2 separate regions of the Pan troglodytes genome follow, and region 2 is linked to region 1. Evidence: chromatin contacts called from public HiChIP or PLAC-seq data. All regions are on one chromosome and are shown on one strand. Each heading gives the region's core, a stretch centred on a gene start, on an enhancer-like site or on the middle of the called end of the contact. The rest is flanking DNA. Distances are from core to core; before and after follow the strand shown. Region 1 holds the start of ZNF384 (zinc finger protein 384). Region 2 holds the start of P3H3 (prolyl 3-hydroxylase 3).

Region 1 (2,700 bases), core at 113-2,612:
TAAACAAATTGTCTAGGTTACAGGGGCCAGGCAGGGTGCAGCCACCAGAGAACTGTGGAGAACCTCAGGAATTATTTGTCAGCAGTCAGTCTGGAAGGCAGGCAGACCCCCCAACCAGCAATCCAAAGACGGGTGGATATAATAACAGCAGTCTAGTGCTACCCTCTACGTGGATACGAGAGAAATAAATCCAGTTCCCAGAAACTAAGACGAATTCTATCACCAGCGTTTGGGTTTCACTCCTAGGCTCAGAGACTGGTCCTTGTTCGTTCCCAGGCCACAGGTAACCAGGGGTCAGAGAACATTAGAGATGGAGGAGGAGGAGGGTCTCTGCCCCTGAGGAGTGGCTTCAGAAGGCAAAGCTGAGGGCTGGGGGATGCACAAGACCTTGTGGCAGGCACAGTGCCAGTTCAGGCCCAGCCACTTCCTCTAGCCTTCCCCCCACTTCTTCGAGGACTTCGCCCCCTGCCTACCCGAGGCCTTGTGCCAAGAAGTACCTCCCTCAGCCTGCACCGTGGTCTATCTACTGGAGACCCCAGCTGTCCCCTCAAAACCTTCGCTCCCCTGAGACAGTTCCTGGGAGCCTTCTCCTGATGTCGTCCCCTACCCCTTTCTCAAAGACCCTTCCTTGGGACGTCCCTCCTTCCCCTCCAGGGAGCTGAACTCTGCCACCCACCAGACAGGCACCCGCCCCCTAAACCCCCCCATTCCTTCCCATCGCCCGCTCCTCCACAACCACTTCCGGTTCCGGGACGGACACACACACAGTCACATCGTGGACCCCCCCTTCCCCGCCTGCCCAAGGAAAAGGGGAGGGGGGAGGAGCAAGCAGCTTGGCGCGCGCCGGCTGTAGCGGCGCGAGACTCACCGGGCGGCGACGGCTGCGGCGGCGCCAGAGCCTGAGCCAGGGCGCGGGAGGGGCGGCGTTTGCTGGGAAAGGAGGGAGCCGAGTGGGGTGGGAGGACCAGGAAGGGGCGAGGGAGGGGAAAAAGCGCAAGGCGCAGCGCGCGGGCACGCACTTCTGGCGCGAGACAGACCCACACACTCACACGCACGGAACGCGCGCGAGACACCCGCAGGGCGGGGGCGCGAGGTAGTGGGTGGCCCCCCCTCCTTGCCGCCCTCCCCTTGCACTCACCCGGAAGTGGTGCTGCAGCTCGTGCTCCCGCGAACCCCAGTTCCTCCACGCCCCCCTCCCTCCCCCCAACAGGCTCAGAGAAGAGCTCTGCGGAGAGAAGGCGGGAGCGCCGGAAACGAAAAGGGGGGAGGGAGGGAAATAGCAATGTAGGGGGGGCGCTAATGGAGAAAGAGGGGCGTGCAGAAGCCGAGTCACTTCCGGGAGTGGCTGGAACACATCCGGCGCCGCTAGCGCTGCGATATATTCAGGGCAGAAGTTACGATAACTCGGGGCGGAAATAGCTTCTGCCCAGCGACTGGGAAGAGGGGATGTGACGCTATGGCGGAAGTGAAGGCGGGTTCCGCTAGGGGCCAAAGCTGAAACCGGAGGACTGCGGCCCTGGGCTTCCGGAAGGGACATCTGGGGAAGGTGGGGGGGTGGAAACGCGACAGGTTCATGAATTATCCATCAAGGTAGGAGAGGAGGTGTGGGTTCCTCAGATGCTGGGACCCCGTTTCTCTTCCCTCTGGATTTTGAATAAGCTGATGTAGGAAATTACCATTATTTTTTCTGATACCCCCAAGAATGTCTCAATGCTTTGAGTATGCGGGAAAGGACTAGGACGTATCCTTGTTTTTCTGCGGTCCCTACTTAGGTCCAGTTAGAAACTCTCCCAGCCATCAAAATCTGTCTCTCTGACACATCCCTTCCTTTCTTTACTTTGGTCTTTTCTTGTTGCCCATACCCACATCTCTATCCCCTTACCCTGTTTTACTTTTAAATATAGCACTTATTACTGCCTGATTTATTGTTTGCTGTCCACCTCTCCCAACTAAAATATTGGCTACAGGACAGCGAGGACTGAATTGTTCGTTGCTGTATCCTCATATCCTGGCAGTTAAGTGGTCTGTAAACTCTTGTTGTATAAATGAACTATAGTTCATTATGAACACCTAATATGAACCCTTTTAGGAAGCCTTGCCTGATTGCTCCAACCTGTAATGGTCCCTCTGAATTCCCATAGCATTTAATACGTACCTTTTATTGATATTTTAACTATTTCATACATGTGATTCCCCAGCAAGATTGTCAGCTCCTCATGGAAGGAAATACGTTGCTTTGCTGAGCATATAGTAAATGCTGAATATGTTGTTTGAACAAGTGAATGCTGTTACAAGCGTGCACCCCGACCTGGCCAGAATCCCCCTGGGCTCAGCTCTAAGCAGAACTGAGGTCTCTCCTACTAATGGTAAGAGCCTCTGGCTGAGAAAAATAACTTTTTTTTTTTTTTAAAGACAGAGTGTCACCCTGTTGCCCAGGCTGGAGTGCATTGGCGCCATCTCGGCTCACTGCAACCTCTGCCTCCTGGGTTCAAGCGATTCTCCTGCCTCAGCCTCCCTAGCAGCTGGGATGACAGTCGCCCGCCACCACACCGGGCTAATTTTTTGTATCTTTAGTGGAGTCGGGGTTTCACCATGTTGGCCAGGCTGGTCTCGAACTCCTGACCTCAACTGATCCACCTGTCTCAGCCTCCCAAAGTGCTGGGATTACAGGCGTGAGCCACCACGCCCAGCAAAAAATAA
Region 2 (2,700 bases), core at 24-2,523, 140 kb after region 1:
CTCTGGGGAGACGGGCGCTAGATTTGGGGCTCAGAAGGCCCTGCTCTCTCCCATCCAAGTGACCAGATGCCCTACTCAGCTTCCATCACCCCTAGCAATATGTATTAAAGTCTGAAGTGTTGCCATGGAAACCTCAGTGTCCAGTGTACTGCGGTGGAAAGGGGCTTGGAGGGTGCAGTGGCTCACAGGGGACACGACAGAGCAGGGGCAGCAGACAGAGGCACAGAAGGACACATGGAGAAATGATCACATGCTCCACCAGGCAGCCTCGCACAGGGAAGGCTGGGAGGAGCATATCCTGCTGGGGGCGGGGCTTGAGGACACACATCTTCGTTGGTTGGGGTATGAAGGATCTCTGTTCAGATTTGTTGAGGTGGTTTTAGAGGGTGGCTCCAGCCCCAGTGCCCAACTCTCCTTCTAACCTCAAATCCATGCAGGGGCTTACTTTATGGGCAGGAAAGGTTTTGGGGCTGACGCAGTGTCCCGGAGCTGGACACCTCCTCCTTGCTGCATTTTAAAGCTCTTTCTCCAAAGGAGTGCAGGGGTGGATGAGTGTGTGTGTGTGGGGGGGTGGGAGTGCAGGGGTGGATGAGTGTGTGTGGGGGGGAGTGCAGGGGTGGATGAGTGTGTTGGGGGGGTGGGAGTGCAGGGGTGGATGAGTGTGTGTGGGGGGGAGTGCAGGGGTGGATGAGTGTGTGGGGGGGGTGGGAGTGCAGGGGTGGATGAGTGTGGGGGGTGGGAGTGCAGGGGTGGATGAGTGTGTTGGGGGGGTGGGAGTGCAGGGGTGGATGAGTGTGTGTGTGGGGGAGTGCAGGGGTGGATGAGTGTGTTGGGGGGAGTGCAGGGGTGGATGAGTGTGTGTGTGGGGGAGTGCAGGGGTGGATGAGTGTGTTGGGGGGGTGGGAGTGCAGGGGTGGATGAGTGTGTGGGGGGGGAGTGCAGGGGTGGATGAGTGTGTGGGGGGGTGGGAGTGCAGGGGTGGATGAGTGTGGAGGGGGTGGGAGTGCAGGGGTGGATGAGTGTGTGTGGGGGGTGGGGGGGGCGAGGGGGGGATCGGCGTCCACACTCCTTTTTCTGGACCCAGAAGCGTGTGTGTGGAGGGAACACAGCCCCAGTAGTTACCTCCAGACCTCAGGGGCTGAAGTCACCGCTTGGGCTGAAGTCATCCTTCATGGATGCCCAGGCCTGCTCCAGTTCCCGCCTTTTGCCCTCCTCCTCCCGGTTTCTCCCTCTTATTCCACACTAGACCAGCTTTGTCCACTCAGCACTCTTCTCTCTCCATCTTTTCACATGGGCCTCTCCCACCATCGGGTCTCAGCCCCATCTTCTCTCTCTCTCTCTTGGCCTCCCTCATTATTTCTCCCTCTCCCTCCGCCTCTCCATCTCTCCTTCCTCCCCCTCCCTCCCCCTTCCCCCCTTTCCTCTCCCTCCCTCTCGGCTCCCGCATTTCCCCTCAGCTGCCGGCGGCTCCGACATCATGCTCCGGCTCCTCCGGCCGCTGCTGCTACTGCTGCTGCTGCCTCCCCCGGGGTCCCCTGAGCCCCCCGGCCTGACCCAGCTGTCCCCGGGGGCGCCCCCGCAGGCCCCCGACTTGCTCTACGCTGACGGGCTGCGCGCCTACGCGGCCGGGGCTTGGGCGCCGGCCGTGGCGCTGCTGCGGGAGGCGCTGCGGAGCCAGGCGGCGCTGGGCCGGGTGCGGCTGGATTGCGGGGCGAGCTGCGCGGCCGATCCGGGCGCCGCGCTCCCCGCCGTGCTTCTCGGGGCCCCGGAGCCCGACTCCGGGCCGGGACCCACGCAGGGGTCCTGGGAACGACAGCTTCTCCGTGCAGCGCTCCGCCGCGCAGACTGCCTGACCCAGTGCGCAGCACGGAGGCTGGGCCCCGGGGGCGCGGCGCGGCTTCGCGTGGGGAGCGCGCTCCGGGACGCCTTCCGCCGTCGGGAGCCCTACAACTACCTGCAGAGGGCCTATTACCAGGTTGGGAGCGGGCCGGGCAGCTCCGAGGGTCCCAGCCCTCACCACGACGCTGTCCTACTTTGCGTTGCCCAGGAGTAGGCGGAATGCTGTTGCCCGGGCCCCGGACGGGGCTGGGGAGCGTACCGCGGGCCTCTGCGTAGGAGCTGGCTAAGCGACCGCGAGGACCTCTTGAGATCGCAGAGGAGCAGCCGAGGGGGAGTGCGAGCAGAATGGGAATGGGGCGGGGAGGTCGTGAGGTGGGACGGGAGCAGATCGAAGATGGAGGGACCGGGCCGCCTCTTCCTAGGAATGAAGCGGAGGCGGTGGGGGCGAAACCGGCTCTCGGACGGGAAGTGTGCGTGGGTGTGTGTGTGTGTCGGGGGTGGTGGTGAGTGTGAACCTTCGCTTGGGGCAGGAGGTAGCTTCGGAAAGGAAGGAGCAGACGGAGGCCAGGTTGGGGTCCTCCGAGGCCAGACCTCTGCGGGCGGGGAGGGGACAGCACGCCGCAGCCGCCGGTACCGCAGCAGTTGCCTACGTGGCTGGGGAAGCGGGGCGCCGGTTGTACTCACCTCAGCTCAGGGTCCTAGAGACCTGCGGGTTTTGCTGGTCGCTGAGGTCTCCCCCACTTCCCCACCTCACTTAAGCCATCACTTCCACCTGGTCTCCCAAATTGAGGTCCTGAAGTCCTGAGACCCATGTCCCACCCAACTCCGACGTCTTTAGATCCCCTTTCCCTCGGTGCCAGC

What was found. HiChIP or PLAC-seq counts read pairs in DNA pulled down with a chosen protein or histone mark.
Region 2: an H3K4me3 HiChIP or PLAC-seq map of stem cell-derived excitatory neurons shows a contact between it and region 1, with 2.3 times the contacts expected there. The contact joins the promoter of P3H3 here to the promoter of ZNF384 in region 1. A contact is called at or near these places in 1 of 7 Hi-C or Micro-C datasets (stem cell-derived neural progenitor cells) and 1 of 1 datasets of contacts at active chromatin or transcription factors (stem cell-derived excitatory neurons).

Annotation. Positions count from the first base shown.
Region 1 is chr10:13,871,629-13,874,328 of NHGRI_mPanTro3-v2.0_pri, forward strand. ZNF384 (zinc finger protein 384) reads right to left here and starts at 1,363. Exons shown (of 9, transcript XM_054664025.2): 1 at 1,139-1,363.
Region 2 is chr10:14,009,507-14,012,206 of NHGRI_mPanTro3-v2.0_pri, forward strand. It overlaps P3H3 (prolyl 3-hydroxylase 3), which reads left to right and starts at 1,274. Exons shown (of 15, transcript XM_016922862.4): 1 at 1,274-1,975. The coding sequence starts at 1,478. GPR162 (G protein-coupled receptor 162) reads left to right here. Exons shown (of 5, transcript XM_016922866.3): 5 at 1-131.